Regions from separate parts of the Sus scrofa genome. Here all the other regions are linked to region 3. The links are chromatin contacts, called in public Hi-C maps. All regions are on one chromosome and are shown on one strand. The core of a region is the stretch at or near the end of the contact, and the rest is flanking DNA. Distances in the headings are between cores, read along the strand shown.

What was found. Hi-C and Micro-C count contacts between places; a contact is called where the count stands out from the background.
Region 1: a Hi-C map of skeletal muscle shows a contact between it and region 3, with 4 times the contacts expected there. The contact joins the promoter of UCK1 here to the promoter of PRRC2B in region 3. A contact is called at or near these places in 2 of 5 promoter capture datasets (fetal skeletal muscle and liver), 5 of 47 Hi-C or Micro-C datasets (heart right ventricle, liver, retroperitoneal adipose tissue and 1 more) and 1 of 2 datasets of contacts at active chromatin or transcription factors (alveolar macrophages).
Region 2: a contact with region 3 is called in a Hi-C map of skeletal muscle, with 4 times the contacts expected there. The contact joins the enhancer-like site here to the promoter of PRRC2B in region 3. A contact is called at or near these places in 1 of 5 promoter capture datasets (liver), 4 of 47 Hi-C or Micro-C datasets (alveolar macrophages, embryonic fibroblasts, heart right ventricle and 1 more) and 2 of 2 datasets of contacts at active chromatin or transcription factors (alveolar macrophages and skeletal muscle).

What each region holds. Positions count from the first base shown.
Region 1 is chr1:271,452,551-271,455,250 of Sscrofa11.1, forward strand. It overlaps UCK1 (uridine-cytidine kinase 1), which reads right to left and starts at 1,261. Exons shown (of 7, transcript XM_003122250.4): 1 at 1,020-1,261; 2 at 473-632. The coding sequence starts at 1,127.
Region 2 is chr1:271,400,352-271,403,094 of Sscrofa11.1, forward strand. It overlaps PRRC2B (protein PRRC2B), which reads left to right. Exons shown (of 33, transcript XR_002337933.1): 14 at 2,063-2,258. Among named protein-coding and RNA genes, the nearest start is that of POMT1, 30 kb to the right of the region's middle. Within about 2 kb of position 1,265, at least 12 of the 83 cell types and tissues checked have an H3K27ac peak or open chromatin away from gene starts, as enhancers often do. A contact at or near this core is called in skeletal muscle, where this site is marked.
Region 3 is chr1:271,335,416-271,338,115 of Sscrofa11.1, forward strand. It overlaps PRRC2B (protein PRRC2B), which reads left to right and starts at 1,365. Exons shown (of 33, transcript XR_002337933.1): 1 at 1,365-1,580.

The DNA of each region.
Region 1 (2,700 bases), core at 11-2,510, 120 kb after region 3:
GCTCTTCCCCTTATCCATCCCATCTTGACCTGTTCCGCTGGCCCCTGACCAGACCAGGAAACGGAGCCTCAAAGGCCTCTGGTCCGCGTTTACACGCTGCCCCCCACTGCTGGCCTCTGGAGGACTCTGCCCCCCAGGGAGGGTGGGGAAACGAAAGGCCACAGTGGATGTGGCCTGTGCAGAGGGCCCTTAGCACAGGAAGCAGGGGGACAGCTCCATGACCACAGAAGTTAGGGGCAGAGCAGTGGTCCTGAAGACCTCCTGGGGTGTGGACTTCCTGCGAGTCCAACCCAGGGAGCCACCCAGGGCCCAGAGAGCTTGGGAGTGACCTCCTGGCTCAGGCACGCAGCCCGCCACCGCGGTGATTTCACGGAACCACTCAGGTCTCTTCTTATCCCTGTCCAACCCGGACCCAGTCTCTGCGGTCTGCCTCCTCCCCCACTCCCTCCTCACCCCTGGAGTCTCTCTCTACCTGGATGGTCAAAATTGTACTGTCCCTTCAAGGCCTTGGCCTTCTGCTCCGGGGTCAGGACCTTATAGAACCTGTCTTGGCTCAGGATGACCAGCTTCCGCTGCCTGTGGTCTACTTCATTCTGTCCCAGCAGCTCCATGATCTTCTCACAGACAGTTGACTGGGAACAGAGAAACAGGATCCCCGCCTGGAAACGCCCACCCTGACCCAGCAACTCCCTGAGGGGCTGCCAGACCGGCCAGTGGCAGGCGGGGCTGCACTTGGCGGGAGGGCCTCGGGGCACTGGCTGGAGCCGCGCAGGCCTAGAAGCCACGAGAGGCCAGGCCAGCGGGGAGTCTGGGGTGGCCCCCAGGGTCCAGGGCTCGGCTCCCCCCTCCTCTTGCCTGCGCCGGGTCCAAGCCTAGTCCTCGGGGGACCCTCCGCCCCCAGCCTCAGCAGCTTGGGGCTGGGGTCTCTCTTTGGACAAAGGCCGCATCGGGCCCCGGAATCCCTAGGGACCGGGGGTCGGGGTGACGCGCAGGCCCCGCCGCGCCGCCCAGCCCCTTACCTTGCCGCTCGCGGTGCCGCCGCTCACCCCGATCAGGAAGGGCCGCTGGTGAGGACGGTCCGCCTCGGGCGCCGCGCCCTCGCAGTCCCCGCCTCCAGCCGCAGCCATCCCCGGTGCCGCTCGCCCGCATCGGGTTCCTCGCTCCCGCCGCCACCCCGAACCAGCCGGCCAGCCAGCCCCAGCGCAGAGATCTGAGACGCTGCCCCCCAGCTCCACTTCCGGGAGGCAAGCGGCCGCGGGCGCGCGCGGGGCACGGCGGGACTTGTAGTCCCAGGCAGCCGAAGGCGCTGCGCATGCGCGGGCCGGGCCCGGCCGCTGCTCCCAATGGATGCTGAGCGGCCGCTCCGTGGCAGGTTTTTTGCTTTGTGTTTTTGGTTTGTGTTTTTGCTGCAAAGGACAAAAGTCACTCAGTACCGTAACTAGCTGCAGGCATCTCTAGATGCGGGGCAGCCTCCGGGAAGGTTCCCTCCACCCGTTGGAAATGATCCCCTCCGGACTGAAAGGCTAGAGTGGGGACTTGGGCCAGCGCCAGCGCTGAGCCCCCTGAGCTGGTCGGAAACTAGAACTGGTTTTGCTGCTTCGTGTGCGGTCACCTTGAGCGCGGCTTCACCTCTGCACCTCCCCTTCCCGCTCAGCTCCTGCCTGCATCATCAGGGCCCGACCTCTCCTGGCTGAGCACAGCCTTAGCCCTGCCTTGGCTCGCCCTCACTTCAGCCCAGCCTACACACTGGCCACCTAGCACTTTGTAGTGTTTTCTAACGCTGTCACCTACCCGCTCCCCCGCTAGAGCCTTCCGTGGCTCCCTGCTGCCTCTGGCAGCAAGTTCCTGGCTTCCTCAACCTTGTGGGCAGAAGTCGTCTTTTTAGATTCAGGCAGGAGGCAGGCCGTGAGCCAAGAAACAGCTGGGTTCCACCTGCACTCTCAGTGCCTGGCACAGAGAAGGCAAATACACATTGACTCAAATTGTGTATTCCCCCCAATGGTATCAAGACTCTCTTTGCAGGTCTAGCTCCTAATGTCTTGTGAGCTCTCCATGAATATTTGATGATGTTGCAATTTGATTCAGGAGAGACTATTTCAACATGGGGGCATCAGGTGAAGTCACTGCCCATGTGACTGCAGAGGCATTAACCCATCTCGGGAAGGGTTACAGGACAGTTCTGCTGATCAGAGAGGGTACAAGGAGACGCGGGCCTCCTGAGCCCTGGGACCTGGGCAGAGGGAAGCTGATGAAAGGGCAGCTGACCAGTGTGGGAAAACCACCCCCTAACTGAGAGGAACTCTAGCTCAAAACAGGGAGGTCCATTCCCACGCTTCCGGGCAGCACGGTGAGGTTGGACACCAGGCTCTGGGGAGAGCTGGGTTCCAACCTTGCCTCTGCTGAGTGACCTTGGCAGTGATGTGGCCATGGTGTCCCTTACATCTCAGATGTTAGGGGTGAATGTAATGACTGTGAAATAAACACATACAAATGGAACCCGGGGCACCCCATGGTGGCAGAGGTTCAACAACAGACCCCAAGAGGAGTTCCCGTCGTGGTGCAGTGGAAATGAATCTGACTAGGAACCATGAGATTGCGGGTTCCATCCCTGGCCTCGCTCAGCGGGTTAAGGATCCAGCGTGGCCATGAGCTGTGGTGTATGTTGCAGACACAGCTTGGATCTGGTGATGCTGTGGCTGT
Region 2 (2,743 bases), core at 15-2,514, 65 kb after region 3:
GCCTCCTAAGGAGGAAGGAGGGCCTTGGGAGCCGCTTGGTGAGCTTGAGAGAGAGATGGGCCAGCTTTGAGGTGGGGTGTAGGTCTAAAGGTTCTGGATCGGATAGCCTTGGGTTCTGGTCCTGATGGTGTCGCTTGTCTGGTCACGTGTGTCCTTGGACACGTCCATGTAACCAGAAGGAATGAATGCCTGCCTCTCAGGCAGTGCAGGTTTTATGATGCCTGTGAGCTGGCTTATCAGTGTTGTCTTTGTTTGTGTTTCATAGACCTTAAAAAGGACCTGCGTTTTGCTCTGAAGGTCACTGGGTGGCTCTTGTGCGCAGAGCAGTCTTCTGTAGGCACACTCGCCTTCTCAGCCAGAACCACTCCCTGGTGGTTATTTATTTGTCTTACAAGTTAATCAAAGAAGGGGCTTATTTTTCATTTTGCGGGAAACCGAGATCACGCACAGACAGACCTTAGCTCGGCAGCTAGATGTGTAGTAAGTTATTACCAGTCAAAATGTTTCAGGAGTTCCTGTCATGGCACAGCAGAGAGGAATCTGACTGGGAACCATGAGGTTGCGGGTTCGATCCCTGGCCTCGCTCAGTGCGTTAAGGATCCGGTGTTGCCGTGAGCTGTGGTGTAGGTCGCAGGTGCAGCTCGGCTCCCACGTTGCTGTGGCTGTGGTGTAGGCTGGCGGCTGTAGCTCCAATTTGACCCCTAGCCTGGGAACGTCCACATGCCGCAGATGTGGCCCTAAAAAGCAAAAAAAAAAAAAAAAAGTTTCACGGTGTGGGTGTCCTGGGGAAACAGATCAGAGTTTCTGGCCTTTCCCAGAATCTCCTGTACTTGCCTTTAGAACCTTCACCCCAGATCCTCCTAAGCAGGGTTCCAGAAGCTCATTGCATCCTCTGCTCTAAACAGGAAGTCACGTTCATTGTGCTTCTGCAGTGTGAGCGGCTCAGTGCCGCTCCCCCTGGGCCTGCTGAGAACCACCGATGACTGGGGAGAGCCCTGCAGTGGTAGACACAGCAGTCACAGCGGCTCTGGGTAACTCTTCTGGGGTCACTGGTGGGTAAAAAGCCTTCTCTAGGAACAGCAAGCGGTCTGGACGTGCTGGCAGGCGGACTGTCTGGTCGGATTCCTCGGGGACCTGGGGTCTAGACAGGAGGAGGAGCCGTGGGCAGAGAGCCTGTGGCCTCCTGTGGGGCCAGGAGGGCTCTTCTTACTGAGTGCCGAGTGCTCCCAGAGGTGCCTGAAGTGCCGGCGAGCCGTCCAGGGAACCCAGCCCAGGCTGGGCTTGTGCCAACGGGCTGGCAGGAAAGGGCGTGCCGGGTCGGCTGGCCTCCTCGTCTGACTCTGCGCCGGCGTCCTGCCAGGACGCTGGCTGTGGATGCACCTGTGAGGCCAGCCCTGGAGGTGACAGGTGCTGTGGAACAGGGTCTGCAGTGAACCCTCACTGGGTCCGGGCGTTGATTTTTGACACTTGATTGAGACTTTATGTTCATCCTTTTGTGCGGTGAATTTTCTACGTACCAAGTCTGGTGATAGAGGCGTGGAGCCCAGAGCCTGGGCAGTCGTGGGAGGTGATTAGAGAGGCCGGTGGGGCAGGAGCTGCCAGGCCCTGGCGTCACGAGCCAGCCTGTGGGATTTGGGCGCCTAGGTGGAGAGCTGGGGTCAGGGCATCTCTGCGGAGAGCGGATTGACGGACGTCAGGAGGAAAGAGAGGAGGGGCACCCCCGGGTGGTGGGTGTAGACAGGGAGCGGTGCCCTGGGAGCCGTGCTTTCCAGGTCAGCTCCAGGAGTGTGTGGTCTACATGAAAACCCAGTCGGCCTTGTGCAGCCCAGGAGCCCAAGGCCCAGCTGTGATGATGGCGCGACTGTCCATGAGTCCTGGGAGGGGCCTGAGCCCGAGCGCTGTAACACCCTGGGGCCTCCCCTTTGGTCTTCTGTTCTGGGCCGGGGTTTCTGTGCCACCTGACAGGAGGCTGGAAGAGCGCAGGTGCGCACGCACAGCCTCTGGCTGCAGTCCCGTGCAGCCCCTTGCAGCCCCGTGCAGCCTGAGCTCTCTTCCTGGTCAGGAGCAGCTGTACAAGATGCAGCACTGGCAGCCCGTGTACCCTCCGCCGTCCCACCCGCAGCGCTCCTTCTACCCGCACCACCCTCAGATGCTGGGCTTCGACCCCCGCTGGATGATGATGCCCTCCTACCTGGACCCGCGGATCCCGCCCGCGCGGACCCCCGTGGACCTCTACCCCTCGGCCCTGCACCCCTCAGGTAAGCACGTGGCCGAGTGGGCCATCCCGCTGGAGAGCCCGGGGTGGCAGGCGGTTGAAGGGTGCTGCCTTCGGAGGTCGACAGACCCCCTGGATTCCGTCTGTCCTCTTTGCGAGTCTCACGCCAGTCTGAGTTTACCCTCCTTGTTTGCAGGAGGAGGGTAGGGTCCTAGCGCCCGCCACCAGGAGTGTCTGTCTTGCCTGTAAACTGCTTTAAGTTCTGTATTCTGCTGCGTCCTTTTGTCCCTTTTTCCATTCTCAATATTCGTTTCTCTCTCTCCTCTCTCTTTTCCCTTGATTAGTCTTTCCCAAGGTTTGTCTAGCGCCGTTTTAAAAAGCCTCTTTTTGGTTTCTTAATTCCTCTGTTTCATCTGGTTTTTATTTTAACTCCTCCCCCCATTATTTCCATTGAAATTATTGTGTTCTTTTTCTAACTATGTTCTAACTAATTATTTATCTCATTGATTTCTGATTTTTCTGGTGTAT
Region 3 (2,700 bases), core at 115-2,614:
CCATAGCTCTCGGCAATGCCGGACCTGAGCCAGGGATCGAACCCACAACCTCATGGTTCCCGGTGGGATTCAGTTCCTTTGTGCCACATTGGGGAACTCCAAACTTCTGATTCTTAGAGTCCCAGAGTCCCTTGTATCGCCGCCAACAAGGTCAAGGGCCAGACGCTCATTCCTCCATTCAAGAAACCAATCAATATTTACTGAATGCCTACTATGTGCCAGGCATTGTGCTTACCACAACCTCAACTCTAAACCTAGTTAGGCTGAAGTGGGTGACCTTTCCTCCCAGGCCCGGCTGTGTGGCCTTGGGCGGGTTACTTAACCTCTCAGAGTCTGTCTCTCTTGGTCACCCGCGAATTGGAAAGTATTTTCTGCCCCGGAGTTGGGATTGAATGAGATCAACCACTCCCCTGCGGCTGGCGTTCTTCGCTCTTTACAGCGTATTATGGACGAGGGCCAAAGATGATTCGTATTCCAGGTTCCAGATACATTTCTTTTTGTCTTTGCTTTTTCACACTGCTTGTTTTTCTAATTGCCAAAGTACCTAGAGTAAACATCGAGAGTCCTCCCCAGACCTCTGCGACCGCGGAGGTAACCAAGAGCGGGGCCCACTCTCCCTGACCTTTTGTTTTGCATTCACGCAAATACACAAAACACTCCGGAGGACTGACTTCTTCTTTTTCCTCTTACGAAAATGGAATAAAGTATCCAGACTGTGCAACAACCTTGCCTTGGAATTAACAATGTATTATTTCAGTTTCCTTTCGGTGCACATATCAAATACATATTTTAACCAAACCCCGGCTCACGGTCTGGCAGCAGGCGCTGCAGTTCTGCAGGGGGAGGGGGCGGAGATCCGGGCTCTCCCCCCTCCCTTCCCAACCCTCCCTGCGACAGGGCCTCCCCCGCCCCCGGCCCCCTCCAGCCCAGCCCCCCTTCTTCCGGACCCCTCTCCCCGCCTCTCGCCCCGCCCCCTCCGCTGGGCCTCCTCCCCTCCCAGCGCTTCACGGACGCCCCCTTCTCTCCCCTGGCCGCTTCTGGGGCCCTCCTCCCGAGTTCCCCCTTCCCAGGCCCCTTCCCCGTCCCCCAGTCCCTGCAGCCCCCGCTCCGCGCCCTTTCCGCTTCCCCAGGCCCCTCCCCGCACCCCGCCTTTCCCAGTCCCCCCCTTGTCCCCCTCCCCCGTCTCTGCCCGGCCCCTCCCCCTCCCGGGACCCCAGCCCCCACCTCAGGCCCGGGGGCGGGGCGGGCGCCGCGGATCCCGGGAGGCGCGGCAGGGGGCGCTGCGCGGGCGGAGGTGCGGCTGCGGGCGGCGGCGGCGGCGGCGGCGCGAGGAGGAGGCGGGAGGAGGCGGGGCGGCGGCAGGCGGGGGGCGGGGAGCCGAGCGCGAGAGGGAGGCGAGCGGCGAGACACAGGCTCCGAGGCTTCAGCGAGCGAGCGACGTGCGAGCCGGGGAGGGAGGGAGCGAGCGAGCGAGCAGCCGCGCCGCCGCCTCGCAATCCGCCGCCATCCCGCCGCCTCCGCGCCCGACCGCCGCCCGACCGCCATCGCCCGGCCCAGTCGCGCCCGCGGAACCAGACCAGGTGGGCCCGGGGCGCGGGGCGGCGCGGGGCCGGGCCGGGGCGGCGGCGGCGGCGGCGGCGGGCGCGGCGCTAAGATGGAGGCGGCGCGGCCGGGCCGGCTTTGTCTCGGCGGCGGCTGACTGACAGCGGCGAGCCCGGGCCCGGCCGACCTTTGTCCGCGAGCGCCGGGCTCGGCCCGCCCCGCGCCGCCGCCGTTGGCCTGCGGGGCCGGGCCGGGGGCGGCGGGGGTGGCGGCCAGGCGGGCGGCGGGGACCCGCTCGCCATTGTTGTGGCGGCGCCGCGCGGCCTCGGCTCGGGCGGGCGGCGGGGTCGGGCCGCTGCTCCCGCGCCCCGGAGGCCGGGCCTGGGCGCCGCGCGGCCGGGGGTCTCGGGGGACGAGTCCCCGGAGCCGCCTTTCTGCCCGGACCCGGGTGGTCGGGGCGCGGGGGCCGTTTCCTGCCGCCGGCCCCATCTTGCCTGCTCGCCGAAGCGGCCCCGGGGGGCGGGGGTGGAGCCGCCGAGCCTTTGCGGGTCCCCCGGGGGTCCCCGAAGTTGGCGGTCAGGGGCTTCTGGGCTGTGTGCGAGGGGCTGGGGGGGTTAGCAGGCGCCCAGACGGCCGCGGTTTGAGTGCGGGACCGGGAGGATTATTTTCAAAACACTTAATGCTCTGTTGCTGAACATGTTTAATAATAAACAGGATGTCGCTTCTCAGGGCCTGCCAGATGGATTTTTTTTTTTCTCTCTTCCTATTTCTTTTTTTCCTCCCTTCTGCCTCCTGAGTAAAACACAGCACTGTTGAAATCGCGGGCCTCCGAAGAGTGCATTTGCCTACATAAAGTGGGAAGGCGTTTGTTTTTCGTTTCTCTTCTGATATCTTGGGAGTTCCGAGCCCACCTTTAGGCAAGCCGAGGAGGTGTTTTTCCAGGGAATGGTTAGCTCGAAGGAAGTGGGAGAAGGGGGCTGGGAGGCTCTCCTGAGTGTGTCATTTGCTAAATGGCTGCCCGGGAGAAAGAAACCTTTAGAAGGCTTTGGTTTACAGGATTGTGAAATTGCCCCTGATTTTTTTTCCCCCCTTCTTGAAGGTTTTGTGTGCACTTTAAGTGGCTTTGTACATCATAACACCCAGTTTGGTTTCTGTAAG